Linked DNA regions of Sus scrofa: regions 1 and 2 are each linked to region 3. Evidence: chromatin contacts called from public HiChIP or PLAC-seq data. All regions are on one chromosome and are shown on one strand. Each heading gives the region's core, a stretch centred on a gene start, on an enhancer-like site or on the middle of the called end of the contact. The rest is flanking DNA. Distances are from core to core; before and after follow the strand shown. Region 1 has its middle 130 kb from the start of NRP1. Region 2 has its middle 73 kb from the start of NRP1. Region 3 has its middle 280 kb from the start of NRP1.

What was found. HiChIP or PLAC-seq counts read pairs in DNA pulled down with a chosen protein or histone mark.
Region 1: an H3K27ac HiChIP or PLAC-seq map of alveolar macrophages shows a contact between it and region 3. The contact joins two enhancer-like sites. A contact is called at or near these places in 1 of 47 Hi-C or Micro-C datasets (embryonic fibroblasts) and 1 of 2 datasets of contacts at active chromatin or transcription factors (alveolar macrophages).
Region 2: a contact with region 3 is called in an H3K27ac HiChIP or PLAC-seq map of alveolar macrophages. The contact joins two enhancer-like sites. A contact is called at or near these places in 1 of 47 Hi-C or Micro-C datasets (embryonic fibroblasts) and 1 of 2 datasets of contacts at active chromatin or transcription factors (alveolar macrophages).

What each region holds. Positions count from the first base shown.
Region 1 is chr10:56,557,513-56,561,665 of Sscrofa11.1, reverse strand. No RefSeq gene overlaps it. Among named protein-coding and RNA genes, the nearest start is that of NRP1, 130 kb to the right of the region's middle. Within about 2 kb of position 1,670, at least 7 of the 83 cell types and tissues checked have an H3K27ac peak or open chromatin away from gene starts, as enhancers often do. A contact at or near this core is called in alveolar macrophages, where this site is marked.
Region 2 is chr10:56,502,014-56,506,508 of Sscrofa11.1, reverse strand. No RefSeq gene overlaps it. Among named protein-coding and RNA genes, the nearest start is that of NRP1, 73 kb to the right of the region's middle. Within about 2 kb of position 3,083, at least 5 of the 83 cell types and tissues checked have an H3K27ac peak or open chromatin away from gene starts, as enhancers often do. A contact at or near this core is called in alveolar macrophages, where this site is marked.
Region 3 is chr10:56,705,718-56,709,847 of Sscrofa11.1, reverse strand. No RefSeq gene overlaps it. Among named protein-coding and RNA genes, the nearest start is that of NRP1, 280 kb to the right of the region's middle. Within about 2 kb of position 1,482, at least 10 of the 83 cell types and tissues checked have an H3K27ac peak or open chromatin away from gene starts, as enhancers often do. A contact at or near this core is called in alveolar macrophages, where this site is marked.

The DNA.
Region 1 (4,153 bases), core at 421-2,920, 150 kb after region 3:
CTGTTTCTCCTCTGGGTAGAGGAAATGAGTCAGACTAGCAGAGGTGCCAAAACGGCGTGGGTGCGTGGTCCAAGTTACCCTGCAAGATGCAAGGGCTCAGAAGAGCTATTGCATTTCTGTCTTATCAGCGCCAAATGTGTTTCTCAGTCCAGCCTTTCTTAGGAATCCAGTGGAGAAATGGCAGGATTCAAGTCGTAACCCAGCTTCCCTCCCTCCCTGCCTATGGGAGTCCGGAATGCCAGCCCCTTTGAAAAGGAAGCGACTTCAAGGGGGCTGGAAGAAGGCTTTTCCTTCCGGGGGCGAGGTGGGAGGGCACATGTGCTTCCTGTTCGGTTCCATTCCTCCCATAAGTCAGAATTTGCCTGTGATTTCTCCCACCTAAGAGCATCGTTCAGAAGGTAAAGTGTTGCTTTGCCGACTGCAGTGTGAATTTTCATGTCTTCCATCAGTCCCTGGGAGCTGCTGGGGGTTCCCATCCAAGACACTAAAAGACAATTTCCATCTGTGGTCTGTGTGTCTAGCACCAAAAAATGTTGTTTAGACGGGTGGGATGTCACCTTTGATTGGAAGGCTCCGTCTGAATGGAAGAGGCTCCTCGACATGTAGAGCATTTGGCCGAGCTTCTCAGATCCGGAAAATCAGGCTGGAAGCTTTGTAGGAGTCTGTGGGAAGAGACAATTTGGAAAACGTTTTGAATCATTCCTTATTTTAATCAGACTAAAAATACCCAAACATGGCTTTTTAGTATTCTATCATTGGTCCCTGTCTTCTCTGTCAGCATGAAGACATCAACAATAAGGAAGAATTAATCTCCCTTTAAATATCTGGCCTTTTATTTATATATCATGGACTTGGACTTGGGTTGGCTCCAGTTTGGGGGAAAGATCCAGATTAATAATTTAGTTACTTTGATCCAAACCATATTTCTTTAGTTGGAATTTGATTTTCTAAGATTTATATTTACCATGGAGAATCTAAAGACTTTTTTTTTTTTTTTTTTAATTCCAAGTTGGAGGAACACATTTCTGGGGATCACGCAGCAGGAAAAGAACAACAAAAGACTGTTATCTAAACATGTGAACTCGACATAGTGTTGAATGTTACTGGAGTCATGAAAATGCTGCCTGAGTATGGACTATTGCATAGATTTCTAACCTACATGGATGCTCTTTTCCCATCAACTTTGAAATACAACAAATCTTTTTTTTTTTTTCTTTTCTTTTTTAGGGCCCTACTTGCAGCATATGGAAGTTCCCTGGCCACGGTTCAAATCAGAGCTGCAGCGGCTGGCCACAGCCACAGCCACTGCAACAGCAACAGAGGATCTGAGCCACATCTACAACCAAAGCCACAGCTTGCCACACCAAATCCTTAATCCACCGAGTGAAGCCAAGGATCAAACCTGTGTCCTCATGGAGACTAGCTGGGTTCTTAACCTGCTGAGCCACAGTGGGAACTCTGAAATACAACAAATAGTTACATTAATAAAATAAGCAGAGTGCAAATGAATGTCAACTTATATTTGAAATCAGTGGGTAATTATTCTAAGAAGGTTTTGTTTGTTTTTTTATTTGTTTTTAAATAAGACAGTTGTGGAGTTGCAGTCATGACTCAGCAGGGTGGAGCCCTTGAATGGGATTAGTGCCCTTAGAAGAGTCCTGAGAGAGTTTACTTCCTCTCTCTGCCATGTGAAGATGCAATGAGATTTAAAACTGGCCATCTGATGGCAGGGTGAAGTGGGGTAGGTGGGAGACTAGTGGGATTAAGACATAAGAATCCAGGAGTTCCCAGAGTGGTGCAGTGGTTAACAAATCCAACTAGGAACCATGAGGTTGCAGGTTCAATCCCTGGCCTTGCTCAGTGGGTTAAGAATCTGGTGTTGCTGTGAGCTGTGGTGTATGTCACAGACGTGGCTCGGATCCTGCATTGCTGTGGCTCTGGTGTAGGCCAGTGGCTATAGCTCCAATTAGACCCCTAGCCTGGGAACCTCCATATGCTGTGGGAGCAGCCCTGAAAAGGCAAAGAGACAAAAAAAAAAAAAAAAAAAAAAAAAAAGGACATAAGAATCCAGAGGGGTGACCTCAGTTAGAATGGTCCAGCTTTGGATTTCTGTTCTAGCGATGGCCTGTAAACCAAGACGCCCCTTTTATTTTTTCTCTAATCATTGAATGAGTGGCATCTATCACTTTCAAGATGAGAACTCATCTCTAATAATGTTTATTTAAGAATACTTAACATTTAATTGATAGATGAGATGCTTCATGATGGTCCCACTGAAATGAAAAGCAGAGGTTCTACCAAAGTATTTTTACAGGTTTTTTCAGGTCCCAAAGAACTTGAGTTTTACTTACGTCCTCATTTTTAAAAGACATATTCAGATATTCAGGAAGATACCCCTAAAAGAAATTTCCTGGACAACCATAGTTTTTCTCTTGGATAGTTACAACCTTCACCTTTGCTTTCAGTTCTAAACTTTAAGGGCAAACAAGACATAATCAACTCATGGTCCAAACCTGCAAACCATGCATATGTAGATTTATGTAAATATATATGCAAATAAGGAACAGCCACTGGGCTTCTGGGAGGTCGCAAATGGGGCCCTTGGTACAGCAGAGGTCAAATATCCTTGGCTTAGAGCTCAATTCTACATGCAGATTTTTATAGGACAATGGCAGCCCCTAAACACAGCAGTCTTTAAATGCTGTGATAATTCTACGCTTGAGTAGTTTTCAGTCATAATTAGAAAGAGGTGACCTGGTTCAGAGAAAAATGAAGAGCAGAATGAAACTGAGCTCTAATATTCCAGTTTTCTTAAGTTGGATACTTATTATCTCCCTTCCCCCGCTTTCCTAATTTTTTCACATGCTCTTGAAAGGACCTCAGATGGCATGAAAAATAGCTTTTTAAATTTTCAACTTGCTTTGATTTGAGTACCAAATTTTTCCAACTTACCTAAAAGGCAGATCGTTCAAAGCCACTGTCCTTGGAATGGCCTCAATGCCAAGGAGCCTCCTTCCCTAAGAGACTGCGTCACCACCACCAGTTAAATTATCCAAGGCTACAGCGACAGATAACCTGCAATGACTGTTGCCACTACTATTATTACTAAGAGCTATGTAATTTTAATTCCAGGGTAATCAGTGGAAAAGACCATTAAACTTTAGCATTTCCTTGTGGAAGCTTGCTGGATACCCTTGGTACAGAAGACCAGGCTATTTCCAGTCCTTCATCCCGGGAGAGGGAGAGAGATGTGTGGAACAATGGGAATGATGGTATCCAATCAGCGTTAGTCTTGGAGAAATGAACCAAAATGGTCCTCAAGCATCCATGTAGGGCATTGGCAATTGAGTTCCCAACCAGAGGTTTTCGTCTGCTTTTGCTGCAGGGTTCAATAATTGTGCCAAGAAGTTTGACTTTGACCTTCACCAACTCTTCCTGCCCAGAAACAAGACTCAGGCAGGAATCTTAACAGTTCCCAACTCTGGCCACTCCCAGTCCACTGTCACCCAGCACCGCCTCCTGGGCTCCCCAAACACTTTGTTTTATAGGCTGACAGTGAGAAAATTCCTGTTCTCTTAAAGTGTTTCCAGGACTGTGGCCAACGGCAGACACTAGGTCATTAAACACATTTACAGCTGAATGACTAAAGAAAAGACATGATAGTTTTAATTAATTCTCTGCAATTGAGCCCTACATTCCTTGGATAAGATGATTACTTCTGTGTTCCTCTGATTCCAGTTCTACAAAACTGAGGTCAAAATGCCAATTTTCTTCAATGAAATGGTCTGGAAAATAAGAAAGATAAAAATCTAAAAGCATTCACAAATATCTCTTGTTAAGTTGAGAAAAGGCATTGAGTGAGTTTAAAATTAGCCAAATTCCATGAAGAGTGGCTGTAAAAATTTAATCTATCAGGATAAGAGCTGTGGTTTCAGTGCTGACAAAAATGTGAAAACAGGATTAAAAGAGGTGGGGGTGGGGCATCTAAAAAGTCAGAGAGGGCGTTTGCTCTGTTGAGCACAGAGAGCCAAGGACTTGGGGCAAAGGGAGTGGGTAGAAGCAGACAAATTATGCCATGGATCAGCTTTCAGTTTGCCAGATGAGGACTTTCATTTAGATGGTAAATAATTCTCACCTCTGGTTAGGTATAAAC
Region 2 (4,495 bases), core at 1,834-4,333, 200 kb after region 3:
CAGGTATTTATCGAGTACTTTTAAAATAAATGGTAACTGTTCTTAGCATTTTGAAATCACATTGCCATAAAGTTCTTATGTGCTAGCAAAAATGCCCCACTGCTTATGGAACAACATGAAAAAATATTTTTTCAAGGATTAACTGATTACCTTTTGGGGCATTAAGATGGCTTAATCCTTCATTTGGCTTGATTTTCAAAGTTAGCTGGCTTTCTTAATGATAAAACAATTTTTTTTTCTGATTACAAAGGAATTCAAATTTAAAATAATGTAGAAGCACGGAAGTAGAAAATGAATACTATTCAAGAAGTCACTACCTACAAGCAACCACCTTCTACTCTTTCTCTCTCTATGTGTGTGTGTGTTGGTGTTCCTTAAAACTTGTTTCTCTGTCTCTTGATTAAAACCTGGATTCCAGGTTTCCCGAGCCCCTGCCATGAGTCCTATATGGTTCTTTTCTTCAATCTTAAAATTTTCAGCTGCAGCTTCAGCCATAGCTTGGTGCACCTCTGACTCTTCAAGCCATGTATTATGTTCACTTGTAGGTTATTGATTATTTCATTTATCAATTCCCTGCCCATCTTAACCTCTAACCCCAGTGCACATACCAGTATCAGAAACTTCCCTTCCTGTGGAGTCTCCAGGCACTGATTCTGCCTTTAACTCCTGAGAAGAATAGGGTGGGTGGGGGGGTGCCTTTGTCTCTCTAGGGAGAGGACAGGTGGCCCTGGCCATCTGGGTGTCATTTAGGCCAAACATGTGCCTCTGATTCCCCAGACATTTCCCTTCCAGAACACTTGTCTTTTCCTCTGTCCCTCATTCTCCACTCTCATGGCTCCACCGATGTCCTCCATCGGTGTTTTTGCTACTTCCCCTGTCCTTTCAAAAATCAGTCTTATGTTCATCTTGCACATGCTTCTCTGCCCTCCGTGCTGCCTTCCTTCTGGTTAGTTATAAAATTTCATTCCCTTCGATCCATGAGAATTTTGACTTTAATCCTTCGCTTGATTCAAGAGCTCTTCCCGTCCCTGCTCCGGAATCCTGCCTTTACATCATCACCCAAAGTTCATTCTTTGACGCTATGAAAAAGCAGATTCCACAAGCATATTGATTCAGACAAATGCACGGAAAGATGCACAGGTGTAGATGCACAGAAAACGATAAAGTCTGGACAATGAATCCATCTCATAAACCCCCGGCAGCGGTGCTCGTGTTCTGTGTGTTTTCACCTCCTGCCCACTTCGGCCCTTGAGACGTTTCTTCCCGCGTGTGGAGTGAGCGGAGTTGTCCCCTGGGTGTCGTGATCCCCTCTGCCCTCTTTCCTAGACACCTCCTCCCTCAAGTCTTGACTTTTAAATGTTTCTCCCCATACATCAAATAACCAACCTAAAAATGAACCCTGTTTGTTTCCTTTTTGAGACGCCTTCATCCCCTTCTTAACTGTCAGCAACACCTCCCGGCTTCCCAAATTCAGGGGCCTGGAATCATCTATTATTTCTCCATTTCCTCCTCGGCCACACTCATTCCCATGGGACCCTCGCTCCACTTCCTGAACAGGAATCTTACCAATCGAGTGCTTTCTTTCTCACTTCCACTCTGACTTTAGTTTAGGCTGAAATAATTTCCTGCTCCACCTGTACACAACCCCGACTTCCTACCCCCTCCCTCTGCTTATCTCTTCTTGTTCCTCAGAATCTAAAATTTTATGGAGGAAATATTTTATTGCCTCGGTCCCCTCTGCCACAGCCCTCTCTCACAGATGTACTCCATTCGTGCGGGGTTTTTTCTCTTAGATTGACTTTTCATTTTTTAATACAAAAGTCAGGATCTTACGATATTTGCATGACCCTCCTTTTTATCTTGTCTTCTGCCACTCACTACAGCATCCTTCAACTCCCAGGTTTATTTCATTTTGACACATTGGACTTGAAGCTTGAGCACTACCTAGAAACTATCATATTAAGTGAAGTTACTCAGACAGCGAAAGACAAATATCCTATGATATCACCTATACGTCGAATCTTAAAAAAAAAAAAAATAGCATACAAATGAACTTATATGTGGAACAAAAACAGACTCACAGACTCTGAAAAATTTATGGCTACTGAAGGGGACAGGTGGGTGGGTGGGAGGGATGGGCTGGGGGTTTGGGACCGACCCATGCGCACTGAAGTACAGGGAACAATGGGCCAACAGCGACCTGCTGTATAGCACCCAGAATTCTTTTTTTTTTTTCTTTTTAGAGCCGCACCCTCGGCATATGAAGGTTCCCAGGTTAGGGGTCAAATTGGAGCTACAGCTGCCAGCCTACACCACAGCCACAGCGACACAGGATCTGAGACCCATCTGCAACCTATACCACAGCTCACAGCAATGCCAGATCCTTAACCCACTGAGTGAGGCCAGGGATCGAACCCGCAACCTCATGGTTCCTAATCAGATTCATTTCCCCTTCGCCACGAGGGGAACTCCAGCACAGAGCAATCTACCCAGAATTCTGTGATTATCTATGGGGAAAAGAATCTGAGAGAGAATGGATATGTGTATGTGTGTGGCTGGGTCACTTTGTTGGACAGCAGCAATTATCACAACCTTGTAAATCAACTGCACTTCAGTAAAACTTTTTTTAAAAAGGTTAGTACTGAGGGATGTTAAACAAAAAACAGCCACATGAATCTTGCAACTGTATATGTTGGAGGCACAATATTGAGGTTTTAGTCTTTTATATTACATAGCTTTTTCCATGTAAGGATGCAGAAGAAATTCCTTTCATGGCTCAAGCTGAGAAAGGTTGGACTTGGCCTCAACAATATTTTAAATCTAGTAATTAATCTTAGTATTTTCATTATTGCCCCCCAGAGAAATCAGATATAAATGTGCGTGCGCCTCCTTTTGTGCAAATGTATTACCTGTTAAAAGTTTTATTTTAACTTGAAGAAAACATAAGCTTGAGCCCTATCCTATGTATTGTATTCCTTCCAGAACAGTTTGGTTAAAAACTGCAAGGTTGCATCAGATTTTGTTACTACATGGCAAATGATCTGGCAACACTTCTTGTTCTGAATCACAACAAACACTGCCACAGGCGCCAATGTTGCTGTTTCTTTAAGTACATGACCTTGTCCAGGAAATGGGAAGTGGACAGCCCTAGAATAGCCTTGAGGAAATGTTTGTGTTATGGAAACTTCTGCGGGGATAACATGGTACATTTCCTAAGACCCAGGTAAAAGCAGAAGCGAGAGAAAGACGGTCTCAGCTGCTTCCCAGGGATTGTTCCTGCACTGAAAACCGTGTCTCCCTGGCTCACTGAATGGGGAAGGGACTTGGGACATGGGGACCAATCTGTCTAACTTCAGTGGAGTTGGACCGGTGCTTAAAATAGGCACAAGGGCACTGGACCCAGCTTTTTGAAGTCTTTCTGTTGGTCGCAGACACCTCCTCTGTGATGTTTGACATTCGCTCTTCAGCTGGAAGGTCCTTTTGAATCGTATAGCTATGAAGAACCATATTTCCTCCAGTCCAGCTTAACCCCTTCGTCTGTAACCGCCAGCATGATGCCTTCACTTTCTCACTTTGACTTGGAACTCTTAGGTACCACCTTCAGAGTCCTTCAATACAAAGAGGTACTGAAATGGCTGAGGCTGTATAACGTCACAACTCAATACTCAGGTTAACTAGTACTTCCAGGAGGAGGCAGTTCTTGTCCTGATGTTGCCCCAAACCGGTCCCCTCAGACCACTCCTGGGAACCCTGTCCCAGTTGCTTGCGCTGTTTCCCCCCTTCGATTTTAATACATATTAGCAAAAACGAAATGAGATTTTTCATGGAGGTAATTTCAATTTCTGCCCAAAGATGGGCAGAGAAAGCAGCATGATACTTTGCCAGCTGCAGCTTTAGCACTTTGATGGAAGGATGCAAGCACACTCTTTATCTCTTTATGGATCACAAAGGCCTGAACTAATTAGTACTTATTAGAAAGCCAATTAGAAATACATTTTATTTCTCCGTGTGGTGTAAACGGAATATACCAAGGTGGATTGCGGGCTGGGATACCCTCTACAGCACTAAAGCCCAGATAGAGAATCGGGGTCTGCAAAGCGCTGCACACAGAGTGGGGGTTATTTTCACCCCATAAGTCTGGGAGCGTGAGAATCTCTTTCTTAGATGCGATATGGACCCAACGCTATGCAAATGCTGAGTCTGCTGCTAGGAGCCCTGTGCTTTGGGTAATGAGTATCCTTTGCCAATTTTAGCCTAACAGCCTAGCATTCCAACAGACCTCTCTTTGGTAATATTTCCTTTTCATTCTCATTTTCTTCGTGCTCAACCTTGCGCCTCCTGGATTTCCTTTAAATGATTTTTCCACCCCCATAGTTAAACATAGACGGCATCTGCTTTTGAGAACCTTCCATCTTCTTCTCTGACAGCCCTCTTATTCAGTTATCCGTAAGTGCAAAATCAGGGTTGACGTATCTCCCACACTCCCTTTAACCAC
Region 3 (4,130 bases), core at 233-2,732:
GGAGGGAAGGGTCTAAGCAAAAAGCAAACTCTGACAACACAATCATACATGATTACGTTGAGGAAGAAAATGGGATTCAGAGTCCAGAGGGAACTTTGCTGCTCTCAAGAGTGTTCTCAGATAAAAGGGCATGCATGAAATATGGGATACACTCCTTAAAATTATCGGAGCATCAGATATCAGGAAGAGCTGAAACCTTGTTTGGAGGAGAAGCAGAAAGGAACAAGGCCCTGATGGGACCCAATGGGGTGAAGTTCACAGCTGTCAGAGGGAATCGAGCTCATCCAGTTCCCATTATCTCCCGTGTTCTCCTTCAAGAACTGGGAAGGATGCAACCTAGTTGGGCAAGGAGATCATCTGACCTTTAAAATGGGTCCAGATCCCCAGGCCCAGGTGAATTTCATCCCAAATTAATGAGACTGAGAGCCAGCATAATGGAGATGGACAAACAGCCTGATTTTCAAAAACCAGAGTAAAGGAGGTAAGGGGAGCCCCAGTTTGGGAAGCTTCACAGAGACCCACAGCAACTCCTGGAACAGATGATTTACATGAGGGCTTGTGAGTACTTTGAGGAGTGTCATGCCAAGGAACAAGCATGGTTTCACCACATCAAACCCAGCTTGTTCCCCCTTGGAGGGGGAAAGGTGCCACAGTCTTAACATGAAGTGGTTTTGACAAAGAATTTAGCACAGTGTTTAGCACAGAATAGGTGTTCAATTAAACTTTGTTGCATGAACGCATGAACAGGATCCTTAGGAAGAAGATAAATAGACAATGAAGTTAGGTGGAATGGTGCAGTTTGGACAATGGATCTGTATTTTCAGGGAGGAAGGTCTTTATCAGTGCTTCTGTCACAGCTCTGTGTGGGCCTGAACTTGGCCTTGGAATGGGCATGAAATGAAGACACAGAAGATAAATACGTCAGATCTAGGAAGGATGTGCCCAATTTAAGGAAGTGGTAGCAGCGGCACTGTTCCCTGAAGAGGTTGACTCAGCTGCAATATTGAATCAAAGTCCGGAAACCACATGAAGAGGAACGTCAGCAAACTAGAAAGTGTCCAAGGAGGCAGCAGCAAGGACAAGAAGATGGAAACCAGGCCCTATAAGAAATGCTAAGAGCAATGGAGTTCGTTTAGTCTGGATCGAGAAGACCGGAGGTGGGGAAGGTGGACAGATGCTGCCTTCCATACGTTCTAAAGATGGTGGAGGGCGGGGCCGTGATGACGCATCAGCTCTTGCAGGGATCCCGGTCTCATTTCAATATGCAGAGAACTTAGCAAAGAATGAAGACTTGCCCCATTCATTGATCTCCCTCTGCTTTGAATGGCCATCTTGCAGCATTGTTTAATAGATGACTCTAGCTGTGGATGATAAGGGGAACTAAATCATGCTTGGACTTCTCAAAATCCAAAGTTGAGGTGGTCCAAATTCCTCCCCGATTCTTTGTTCTCCTTTCTGACAAAGAGCTGAGGAACTAAGTTTGTCGCAGCTGGTGGCACGGGAAAGCCAGGGCTGCCAGCTCACAACTCTGCCTGCCATGGCTGCCTTGCTGGGAGGAGCAGCACAGATGTGTCACTTCCATAATGCATGCTGCCTCCAGGGGAGAGACACCTCTGACAGCTGGCCAAGGAAGAGCCCTAATGTCAACTGTCAAAGCACCCAGTAGTCTGTGCTTGCGAGGGGGGCAGGGAATGAGATTTCAACTGCAGCAATAAGAGAGCAGACAATATGATCAAAACTAAACCAACGTGAACTAAGTCCCTTAAATTTATATGATACTGAGCATTCTCCTGGGCAAACTGATGTAATTATCATGAAGGTGATAGTTACAATGAATGGCACATTATTAGAGTAATGGTAAATATTACAATCTTTGTATTTGGTTGGAACACCCTGAGGGCTGTCCTACTTTTCTATTCATTTCTCTTGAACCACACTCAATAACCTTCCTAATTCCTCACTGCCTTCTACTGCTAAGGTCTCTTTTGGAAGGGATCAAAATCAGAAAATTTGGGAATTGGGGAACTCGGAATGAGAGCTTCTAAAATAAAATGTCAACATAAATTTCATATATTTCTCAAGCAGAACCCAAACACTGAGCCTGACGCTGATGCAAATAAGGAAGTGATGTGAGATTCTTATTTACACTGTAGGTTGAGGTCTTTCTCAGACACATTAAAAGGCAGCCGTGAAAATTTTCAGACTCATTGTGCTTCACTCTACCTGTGATTAGAAGCAGTTTGACTCTCTTTCTTTGAAGGTTTTTCTTTTATCTTTTTAACTCCAATATTTATGTCAAGCCACTGATCATACGATAAGATCCTGGAGGGTAGGAGTGGATTTTTAGCCACTCTTCTGTCCTCTACACAGCCTGGCGCAGTACCTCACTCACAGGCATTTAATTATTTGTTGAATAAATGGACAGATGAGTGGATATGTGATATTTTATTCAAACAAGTTGAGCAAGAAATGATTTCAAAAGAAGCAGAGAAACGCAATGTTTACATGACAGTTAAAGTTTTTTAGTTCTTGAATCCCATCTCCACCATCTCTCCCAAGTACTTTTTATTTGGAGATATATCACCGCCACTCTCAGCACTTAGTTCCAGCTTTGGATGGGATGGATCACTTTGTGTGAAATTCTTTACACTGATTCAGGGTAGCTCTCTGGAGTTTCCACTAGGAGGGTTCACGGTCCCATCTTAGGGGCGCCTCACACAGGAATTCTCATCCTCTGTAGCTTTACTTGCCTCCATAAAATCAAAGGCAAGTCTTATGAAACATACATACTTTCCAAGTAAATACGCCAGAGTCTCCACCCATTCATTCCCCATGAGAGATGCTTTCACAAGTATCCTTTAGACCAGGCTGCATGCTTTGGTTGGCTTTGAAGAGAAATGGCCACTCTGGATGCTCTCCAGATTCCGGAGAGCAGAGGAGAACCATTCAATACCCCATCCAGCTCCTTATTCTGGAGACCTCCTTCCTTTTCATGAGGCCTCAGGCCACTTTCTTTCTCAAGGCAATATCCTTGGGCCCTTTGTTTATGTGAGGTTACTTTAAACATATAAACCTTTTATCATGTTGCCGGGAGTTCAGTCATGTCTTCTCCACATCATATTGTTGAGGTTCTTTATTTTTTAACACAGATGGAACATTTTACATTTATCTCTGTTATATTTCATCTTGTGAGATTTGGTTCATCATATCAGTCTGACAAGAACTTATTGAGCTGGTTCCATAATCCCACATTTTTCTATCCTTCTAAACCTTGTGTGAGCTGCAGAGCAAATAAAGCCACATTCTATGTCTTCATCTAAGTCTAGCATCCAAGACATAACTATGGCCTTTTGGGTATATTTTCCCTTTTCAAATCATTTGGCTGGAATATACGAAGCCAGCTCCATTTTTATTATGTACTCACCTTCTGGCTGGCTGTTATTTCATGTGCCCCAGTTATCTGCGGATGCAGTGACCTGAATACATCTACAGTAACTGTTTTATTGATGCTCCCTGATGATGGCTCAGGAATTTGGACAGAGCACAGCAGGATGGCTTGTCTCCGCTCTGTCATGTTTGGGGCTCAGCTGGGAAGATGTGAATGGCTGCTGGTGACTCAAAAAGCTGGAGGCCAAAATCAACTGAAGCTTCCTCACTCACATGCCAGGCACACGGGCTCAGCTGGGACCATCCCCTGAGCCCTGACACGTGGACCCAGGGGGCTGGGTCCAAAAAGAAGCATCCAGAGAAAGGACGTTCCAAAGAATCAGAGGAAGAGCTGCCCAGCCTTTCCTGACCCAGGGTCTGAAGTCACAAAGCATCTTTTACTCTATTGGTCGAAACAGGTACAAGCCTGCCCAGATTCAAGGGAAGAGGCCCCACACCCCACCTCTCAGGGGAACAGTGTCAAAGAAGTTGAGGTCATTTCTTAAAAAGCCATATCTAAGTTGCATCTGATCGACAACTTCCCAAATCTCTCATGTCTTAAAAATGAGAATACATTTCTGTTAAGGCTTTCTTCAGGGAGGGAAAGCAAGAATGAGCCCACAAAAGGCTATGGATTTTTTATGTTCCACCTATATGGAGTTTCTATTTATTTTAGCATGTCAGCTTTGGAGGCATATCTCAAG